Linked DNA regions of Pan troglodytes: region 2 is linked to region 1. The links are chromatin contacts, called in public HiChIP or PLAC-seq maps. All regions are on one chromosome and are shown on one strand. The core of a region is the stretch at or near the end of the contact, and the rest is flanking DNA. Distances in the headings are between cores, read along the strand shown. Region 1 holds the start of MTTP (microsomal triglyceride transfer protein). Region 2 holds the start of LAMTOR3 (late endosomal/lysosomal adaptor, MAPK and MTOR activator 3).

What was found. HiChIP or PLAC-seq counts read pairs in DNA pulled down with a chosen protein or histone mark.
Region 2: an H3K4me3 HiChIP or PLAC-seq map of stem cell-derived excitatory neurons shows a contact between it and region 1, with 16 times the contacts expected there. The contact joins the promoter of LAMTOR3 here to the promoter of MTTP in region 1. A contact is called at or near these places in 3 of 7 Hi-C or Micro-C datasets (induced pluripotent stem cells and stem cell-derived neural progenitor cells), 1 of 1 datasets of contacts at active chromatin or transcription factors (stem cell-derived excitatory neurons) and 1 of 1 other capture datasets (stem cell-derived neural stem cells).

Annotation. Positions count from the first base shown.
Region 1 is chr3:101,019,063-101,023,932 of NHGRI_mPanTro3-v2.0_pri, forward strand. MTTP (microsomal triglyceride transfer protein) reads left to right here and starts at 2,724. Exons shown (of 18, transcript XM_001167454.6): 1 at 2,724-2,898. The coding sequence starts at 2,757. It overlaps TRMT10A (tRNA methyltransferase 10A), which reads right to left and starts at 2,778. Exons shown (of 8, transcript XM_001167367.7): 1 at 2,574-2,778.
Region 2 is chr3:101,349,510-101,354,853 of NHGRI_mPanTro3-v2.0_pri, forward strand. LAMTOR3 (late endosomal/lysosomal adaptor, MAPK and MTOR activator 3) reads right to left here and starts at 2,369. Exons shown (of 8, transcript XR_010156653.1): 1 at 2,149-2,369; 2 at 1,779-1,824.

The DNA of each region.
Region 1 (4,870 bases), core at 1,474-3,973:
TCTTAAGTTAAATTTAATATGACCTGTCATAGTACATTAATGTTTCAATCTCTCAAACACAAGGAAAGGTCATGAGATGGTCAACATCTTCATCATCATCATCATCATCTTTTTTAAAACTATTCCTAACTAAGAAAACGACTGTACTAAGTGAAGTTTTTAGGCTTTAAATAAGCCAGGTGCACTGAGACAAATGGAATGCAACAAAAATGATGCTAACCTGATATCTTATAAATTATTCCGTATAGTATACTTTACAAAGATATCTACCAACTCGCACTGTCTACACTATACAATAAGTATAATGTATATCTACACTGCACTATGTACTAGCGTGTTCAGATTACCTGTTAAGCAAAACAGCATTTTATTAGGTATACTTGCTTTCTAATTGTTTTAGTTTGGGCAATAATTTATAAAATTCCATGGCAGAGTTTTTCATTCCTTTCTCACATGCAGTGATGCTCACAGTACATTTTCATTCATTCAACCAAGTTCAACAAATGTTCAAGAACGTATTTTACAGTAACTATAAAAATATTTGTGTGAGGTCGGGCGCAGTGGCTCATGCCTGTAATCCCAACACTTTGGGAGGCTGAGGTGGGCGGATCACCTGAGGTCAGGAGTTCAAGACCAACATGGCGATACCTCGTCTCTACTAAAAATACAAAAATTAGCCAGGCGTGGTAGTGGACGCCTGTAATTCCAGCTACTCGGGAGGCTGAGGCAGAAGAATCGCTTGAAGCCGGGAGGCAGAGGTTGCAGTGTGCCATGATCGCAGCACTGCACTCCAACTAGGGCAACAGAGTAAGACTCCCTCTCCAAAAAAAAAAAAAAAAAAAATTATATATATATATATATATGTGTGTGTGTGTGTGTGTGTGTGTGAAATTTTACTTCTGCATAAAATTTTAAAAATTTGTGGGGTTCATTCGCAGACATAGGTTATCAAGTGGGCTTACAAACTATCTCACTTTGTAAGGCAAGGACACATCCTACATCAATGAGCACCAAAAGAAAAAAAAAAGTTTTTTAAAACTGCATTAAGTTATGGATTGGGATAAAATAAATAATCGTCGTTAATTTATGACAGTCTCCTTTTCAGAAAAATCTCAACGAATGTGGGAATAATGCAGATTGGAATTAATGACTTGACAGCGATAGCAAAGGAATGCCTTTTTTTTTTTTTTTTTTTTTTTTTTTTGAGAGGGAGTCTTGCTAGGTCGCCCAGGCTGGAGTGCAGTGGCGCAATCTCGGCTCACTGCAACCTCTGCCTCCCGGGTTCAAGCGATTCTCCTGCCTCAGCCTCCCGAGTAGCTGGGACTACAGGTGCGCGCTACCACGCCCAGCTAATTTTTGTTATTTTTAGTAGAGACGGGGTTTCACCACGTTGGCCTGGATGGTCTCCATCTCTTGACTTCGTGATCCACCCGCCTCGGCTTCCCAAAGTGCTGGGATTACAGGCATGAGCCATCGCGCCCGGCCTTTCTTGTTTGTTTGAGACGGAGTTTCGCTCTTGTTGCCCAGGCTGGAGTGCAATGGCGCAATCTCGGCTGATTGCAACCTCCGCCTTCTGGGTTCAAGTAGTTCTCCTGCCTCAGCCCCCCCAGTAGCTGGGATTACAGGCATGCGCCAACACGCCCGGCTAATTTTGTATTTTCAGTAGAGACGGGGTTTCACCATGGTGGTCAGGTTGGTCCCGAACTCCTGACCTCAGGTGATCCACCCGCCTTGCCCTCCCGAAGTGCGAGGATTACAGACGTGAGTCACCGCGCCCGGCCAGGAATGCCCTTTTTAAAGACATGCGGACTAAACGTGGAGGAGCGAAAAGCCCTTTGTTCACTTCAGTTGTCAAGCCTTTTGGGCAGAGGGTTGGGAATGGAAGGGGCAGAGGAAATTCTTTCAGAAAGTGACAAGTAATGTGTTGCCATCCTCTTCATATCTGTAGAAAAATCCCCAAATTTAAAGTATTTCAGTGAAATCAAGTAACACTTCGATCTTTATAAAACTGTCCTCAGCTCACAGCACCTGCAGCAACTTCCCCTCGGGCTCTCTACATTTCAGAGAGTTCAGCGACGTCAGCCCTTTGCAGGAAAAATGAGGTAAGGCAGCTTTAGAGAGGTAAAGCCCACGGTCTCTAGCCACGAAGTGGCAGGGCCATAACACGCTTTCCGGCCCTTTAGAGTACAGATTTCCCACTGATTCTTTGCAAACTCACTTTTCACATACTACGGGCCGATGGCAACCCCAAAACACGCGCCGACGGAAAGCGCCCCACCACGGGGCGGAGCCTCGCCCACTATCCCTTCTAGGCTCCCAGCCAGCAAACGCATTTCAGAGACGGGATTAAGCTGTCTCTGGAGAACCAGGGAGCAGCTGGGTAGGCCGCGGGGGGCGCCTGTCATCGACGTCATTTCCTTCAGCAAGAGCGCCGCAGGCAACCACTTCCACACCACTGCTCCCCTCTCCCCCGGAAGCCCTTGTTGCTAGTAGGGGGCTGTGTGGCACGCGCCCCTTTGCGTCCAGAGAATACCATAGTGCGGGGGAGCGCCAACCAGTGCCAGGACACTTACCGAGCTGAAGAGTTGACAGGGAAGTGAAATCTCAGAAAGAAAGCCTTTCTGGGTTGGCCTGGTTACGGCTCACGCTTCCTTCCACAGAAACTTCAATTCCCAGAGGCAGGGGCGGTAGTTACACGGTGGAGGCTACGGCGGTTGCGTCTTACGTCATCGAACTGCGCCCATTTCGAACCCGCAATGGAAGAAAGGGGAGGGGTTTATGCGGGGCGGGGTCTGGAGTTAGTGTTTTGGGAGTGGGAGGTAGTTACAGTGATGTCTGTTTTTTCCCGTTCAAGAATTAAGTGTGTACCTGCAGACGTGTATTCATTCATATATTCTTGTGAGTATTGGATGAAGGAATTAAGATAGTCCCACTGTTAAAAATGCAAAAACAACGAAGAAAGGCTCCTAATTTTTCTGTGTTGAAAATGAGAGAAAAACATCTCTTGCCTATATTATTTTTAATTTATTCAGAAAATTACCATATCACATGATTTTACATAACTCAAGTGGAAAATTAAATTCAAAAAGTGAGTCAGATTCACAATAAAATGCATTTAAATTTAGAATCTGTAAGGCTTTTTTATGGCTGAAGTAAAACAGCCATAGCTTTACTCTTTATTCATTCCTTGAGCTATTTTTCCTATGCTGTTTTGCAAAACACCAGATGACATTTCATTGTTTATAATACTTGACCTTATATAATCTTTTTGCTATATATAGATCATGTCAACTGAGAGAGAAATGAAATACAATCCCGTAGATTGTCGTTTTCTATTTAGTTTTTTTCTCCTCTACTTCTAATAGGTGATTATTGCAGAATTTGAAGGTAAGAATGAGGTTTGCATCTTGAATAGAAGACTGGCTTCTCATATAGAAATAATTTTGAAGTAAATTATCCTTGATGCTTGAAGATATTTGAACATGTTTAAAGGCTTCAGTGAATAGAAAATTAAATCCAGAATTTGAGATTCTCTAAAAGAGCCGAAATTTCTTTGACTTTAGTTACAAAACTAAAGTCACTCTTGCCATAAGCCCTTAAATTTTACTTGAAACACTGTGTCAGCTATAACACTGTTGTGAGTCCCTCTTCTGTTTCTTCCTCATCTCAAACCTAAAAGATTTTGTTAACTGAGCACTGGCAAAAAAGTCTGGATCCACTTCTGATCTGTTAGTAGGGCATCTTTTTTCAGCTGCCTCCATATGAGGGCAAAGAGTAGCTGAGGGAGGATTAGTAATTGGATATGTAGCCCTTCATATGTAGGTCATTAAATTCAGGCTGGCAAAGTGATGTGCCAAATCTTTCCACAGCTGTTCAGTTGCTCCTATGGGATCTGTTTTATAAATAATTATACAGTTTTTTCAGAGTTAATACCTGGCATCCTTAGATATTTTAAACAAAGTTTTAAAGCAAAAAAAAAACTTCATATTCTAATAATGAAGTCAATAAATTTTCTTTTGACATAGACATTTAACTTTGTAGTCATTTGGTGCAAAATTTAAAATGATTCTATTATTAATCCAAAGTAAGCACCAAAAGAGCACCAGCAAAAGTCAATTTAACAAAAAATTGAAACATATAGAAAGTTTAAGACGGTGAAATCATGTGAAACAATAATTTCATTGATTTGTAAAATTATGTATTTATTTATTTGACACATGTATCGAGTTCTATGCGTTTTGTCTTAGTATTGGTGATACAGAAATGACGAAATCATGCTCTCTGTGCTTAAGGAATCCTTAATCTAATAGGGGAGCCAGCAGTAAATAAATACCATACAACATGTACTTGAGATGCTTGTACTTTGAAAGAAGCAACTAAATGCTCCTTGAGGCAGAGGACATAGTTTTGGAGATTAAATAATTTTGTTTCATCTTGGAAAGTAAGTAGGAGTTGTACAGGTGTCAGAAAAGTGAAGAAGTTTAAGATATTGGGAACAGTGAAAGCAAAGACCTAAGCGTGTCATAGTTTTGCACATGACTGAAAAGCTGTGGATAGAATGAGGAAGAAGGAGGAGATAATAACCCTAAGGGCTTCTCTAACTTGGACAACTGTAGGAATGCAGTAACATTAACCGGGTCATTTAGGGAATACTGGAAGAAAAATAGGTTTTGAGGCCGGGCGTGGTGGCTCACGCCTGTAATCCCAGCACTTTGGGAGGCCTAGGCGGGCGGATCACGAGGTCAGGAGATCAAGACCATCCTGGCTAAAACGGTGAAACCCCGTCTCTGCTGAAAATACAAAAACTTAGCCGGGCGTGGTGGCAGGCGCCTGTAGTCCCAGCTACTCCGGAGGCTGAGGCAGGAGAATG
Region 2 (5,344 bases), core at 1,119-3,618, 330 kb after region 1:
TAACCAACCTTTTTTCGCTAAGCTTATTTCATTATTTGTTGAATAGGGCTAATATAGAACCTACATCATAAAAGTGTTGTTAAAAGTTTATTGAGAAGATGCATGGATTAGCATACCTAGAAATGGGAAACACATTTTAGCCATAAAATTACATCATAATTTTCATACTAGTGTTTTACATCCTGTTGCTATTGTGTTCACTTGAGAAGACGTTATAAACATCTTTCCATGTTCAAAGATAGACTTTCCACCATCATCTTAATGGTCTTGGGTAAGGTGATATGACCTCTGTAAGACTGCTGTCTCACATGACTATCACATTATAAAAATATGCCTTCCATTGTTTCATTATTTGTTGAACTCACCTACTCAACAAATAATGAAACAGTGTAAGGCATATTATTATAACGTAATTTTTAAAATATTTTGTTTAAGGACCTAAAATAAATTCTATATGACTATGTGAGGCAACAATTTTTTTTTTTTTTTTTTGAGACGGAGTTTCGCTCTTGTTGTCCAGGCTGCAGTGCAATGGCGCGATATCGGCTCACTGCGACCTCTGCCTCCCAGGTTCAAGCGATTCTCCTGCCTCAACCTCCCGAGTAACTGGGATTACAAACACCCGCCACCATGCCCAGCTAATTTTTTGTATTTTTAGTAGAGACAACGTTTTACCATGTTGGCCAGGCTGGTCTCGAACTCCTGACCTCAGGTGATCCACCCGCCTTGGCCTCCCAAAGTGATGGGATTACAGACGTGAGCCACCGCGCCCAGCCCAGTCTTACAGAATATAAAATAAATGACAATGTGTGTCAAGTGTTTAACACGAAACACAGTTAAGACTAAAGAAGTAGAAGACTTTTATTTTTCTAAGCTGGGGCTCACTGCAACTTCCAACTTCTGGGCTCAAGCAATCGTCTCCCCTCACTTCCAGCATAGCTGGGACTACAGAAGTATCAATGCGCCTGGCTGATTTTTAAATTTTTTTTTTGTAGAACGGGGTCTTGCTGTGTTGCCCAGGCTGATCTTGAACTCCCGGCCTCAAGTGATCCTTCCATCTCGGCCTCCCAAAGTGCTGAGATTACAGACTAAGCAACCGCATTGGCCAGAAGACTATCTTATTTTGTCTCATTACACTCTCTTATCCCAAGAATTTCACTGACAATTTAGGTATCAATTTTGACCTCACATGGATTAATCAGGTATCTTTTGTTTTGAGCATCCAACACTTACTATTCTCCAAACCCGACTGATCATTTTATCCTCCTACACACACACACACACACACACACACACACACACACACACACACACGTTACCATGTTTCTAAAGAGGCATGGGTTAGAAATCATCGTAAATTGCTACAATAAACCAAATGAGATATTGTTATCACTTACTGGAAAAAAGTATTGTGGGTACATGTCCTACTGACCAAATTCTGACAGGAAAAGCAGCAAACCATCATTCAGAATTTCAAATGGTAAATATACAGAGCCTCTCTTATGCCCCAGCTGGATTGGGGAGTAGGGAGAACCTAATTTTCTCAGTCTCAAGCACCTTAGTGTCCTACACCCCCATTCGAGGCAGAAACTCAGGATCCTGCAAATTCATTCATATTAGTCTCCTACTTCAGATATCAGAGAAAATAATTAACTGGGATGGGTGGGGCTGGGAGGATCAAAACAAATTTCTACTTGGGAAGCTCTACCTCTCCCCGCTCAGTATGCCCCTCAAAATTCCCCACTCTCCCCTTCCTCTTATGTAGGGGTGTCACTCACATCCGCCATGATGAACCCCCTTCTCTCGCAGGATCAATCTCCACGCCTGGAAGAGAAACTCCCGGTGACTCTTCCCTCTTTGGCTTCCTCGTCCTCCCCACCCACAACTTAATACGCGAGATCAGCCCTGGTCAGAACCCCCGCGGTTCTAGGGCTTGGCCCAGCGAGCCCAGTGGGAGTCGGAGTGCCCCAGCACCCCCACAGGTACTCAGCTGGCACACCTTACCTCAGCCCACCCCATCCCTGCCCCTCCACCCCAAAGAGCTAGGCCCAAAGAAAAGAAGAGAGGGCCCTCTCCTTCTGTTTAATCTCACCACCCGCGCCACCTGCGGGACTAGGCCTCAAAACCAGGCAAAGTAGCGCCAGTTACCTGGGGTTTCTAGGCTGCCTGGTTCTCTCCGCTGTCACTTCAGGGACAGCTTTAAAGACAGGTTCCTCCTCAAGCCACCGTCACATGATTCACGACCTCTTCTGCGCTCCAGGAAGCACTTTCTACGCCGCCGTCGCCCCACGACACGGGATTTCCGGAGGGGCCCGGCGGAAGCTGCGAGGGCGCGTCCGGCGGCCGCGCCCCGCCCCTCCCCCCCGCCCCGCACGCGCCCCGCCCCTCCCCTCCGCCCCGCACGCGCCCCGCCCCTCCCCCCCGCCCCGCACGCGCCCCGCCCCTCCCCCGCCCACCGCGGGCCGCGTCTTGCGCCTGCGCCTTGTGTCACGGGCCGAAGGAAGTCAGCTGTGGGGTAGAGGATTTGTACAAGATCGCTGGACCCTAAGGAACCCAGAAAATGCAAGCAAGGTTATGTGTTACAAGACATTCTTGTGCAGAGAGGGTGTATAAATGTCATTAGTTTTGCAGGGTCTGTTATCTTAAAACCTTTTCTTGTAGATGAAGAAATTTGAGGGGATGGTGTGATGAGCTGAAGAGCAAGCACCAGATTGCCTGTGATTGGAAGTACCAGGTCCACAGGTTTCTGACCTGTTTCCTAGGCTCTTGTGACTTCCCCATGGGTGCTCTTTACTGAAGGCCTTATCTAGATTGAATGGGGAGGAGCCATGGGTTTTCTGGAGCACTTCAAGCGTCTACTTTTAACATGCAGACACTGATTACGGGCACCTTCTATGTTCCCTTTTACATCAGAATTTTTAAAAATTAGTAAGGTCTCATGTAATAAATAATAATTGAAAAAAATAAAAGGCTTTCCGGGTGCGGTGGCTGACGCCTGTAGTCGCAGCACTTTGTGAGTCCGAGGCGGGACGATCCTTTGAGCCCAGGAGTTCCACACCAGCCTGGCAAGATAGGACCCCATCTCTACAAATAATAATAATAATAAAGAATTATCCGAACGTGGCGTGCACCAGGTACTCGGGAGGCTGAGGCAGGAGGATCCCTTGAGCCCAGGGTTTGAGGCTGCATCGAGTGGTGATCGCCCCACTGAACTCCAGCTTGTGTGACAGAGCGAGATCCTCAAAAGAAAAGCTTCTTTAGAAATCGCATCCTCTTTCAGCTACCACCCTGTTTTTCCTCTACTCCCTTTCATAGCCAAATTTTCAGAAGACTTTAGCCTGGTTTTCAATTGCTGCTTCCATATGTCACAAATCTAATCAGAGTTGTGTTGATTCTACCTCCTATCTTTGAAAACTATTCACCTATCTATATTCCTACCCTACTCCAAGCCATGATCATCTCTCTTTTGACAACAACCTCCTATTCTTCTTACATTCTCTTTTGCCCTCCAGTCTCCACACAGCAACAAAAATGATGTTCTAAAGACCCAAATCACATCATTTAACTCCTTCCTTGAACATCAAGTTTATTGACTTAGGATAAAGTTCAATATCAGCATCATGGTTTATATATCATTCTTATGGGGATCTGGCCCCTATCTTAATTCTCTCACCTACCCTGGATTCCTTATGCTATGATCATACAAATTTGTTTTCACTTCCATAAAGATTTTTATCACTTTACCAACTTAGCACATTCTGCCTGAGATATTTCTCTAGCATACCTTAATCCTACTAATCTCATCTTTTGCATTTCAGCTTAAACTCACTCTCAGAGAAGCCTTCCCTGACCCTCACTGAATAGTTTAGGTCTTCTAGATAAATGCTTTCATTGTACCCTGTAATTTTCTTTGTAGAATTTATCATAATTATAATTATTTACTTGATATTTATTTTCTTTGCTAGATGTAAACTCTTTAAGGTTTTTGTCTTTCTTATTCAGTGATTAATTCCCAGCACCCAGCTCACTGCCTGGGATATAGCAAGCATTGACATACTTGTTGAATAGTTGAATGAATGAAAGAGTGGCCATATTAAGAGTACAAAACATGATAAAAACAAACATTTTACAGTGAGAACAGACCTTTTTATTAATATATTGAGATAAACTACAGAGACTGAAAGACAAAAATTCATATTTCATTCAGAACATTCATTAAAAATCAAATGCATTTGAGTTCTCACAGAAAATTTTATGTAAGTCTGATATAACATTAAATATTTTACAAATCAGACATTTCATTTTAAAATCTAATTTTTAATCCTGAATGCATTATAGACAAAGTAAGCTCTCCTTTACCAATTTCATTTAACTTATACAAGGCTTCCATTATAATTCCATCAAACCTTAAAAATTACCTGCAGCTTTTAAAAACACATAAAGTAAATGGAAAGAAAGTCTTATGTAGCAATCCAAAAACTAAAACTAGAAATTGGCAAGAAGCATTTCTTAATACAGATAAACTGCAAAATATCATTTATGTGTGTTTCTTCTCATTGGTTTAATCATCCTATTAAAAATAATTTTTTGAAAGTAATAATTACAATACTCCAATGTCACTGAAAATCTCTATGATTTTAATGGTGTCCTTAAATGGCAAAGTAGAATATCAGACTGAAATGTACAGAGTGTTGTGCTGAAGTGAATGAGACTTGCCATGCCAGGTGTCATCTGCTATGCAGTTACAAGACATCTTGGCAACTAGTCATCCCAGTTTTTACTAACTTACTAAACAAGGACATTTCAAGAAATACTTCTTACCCCTATGTATTTCCAGATGGCTGGATATAGAAAGATATAATTATGTTTGAAGCATGGGCCTTATAATAGGAATCTCTCCATTAAAATATGAAAAAGAGCAACAAATAATTCACACCAATGAAATTGTGTTGACTGATTTTCAAAGTTAGAAATAAAAATATCCACTGCTAATGGAAGCCCTGCTCTGTGCAAACATAGTGTGGTATATATTAAACAATCACACATTTGAGGTATTAGCTGGAAAAAAAAAAAAATATATATATATATATATATACACCTATACATAGACACATCCACAGAATATTCACAAATCTATTGGCCCCAACACCAGCAGATAGTCATATTAAATGAAAAATATCACATACCAACAGGAAAAAGTTACACATAGGGAATTTACAAAAAATATGGTGCTATAATCCTTAATATAAGGAGTATGTTTTGAATTAATGTTTTGAGGAAAAGTGTTTCCATTTATATGAAAGTATCTATTTAATAGTAATAAAACCAAAAAGGAAGCTGAATT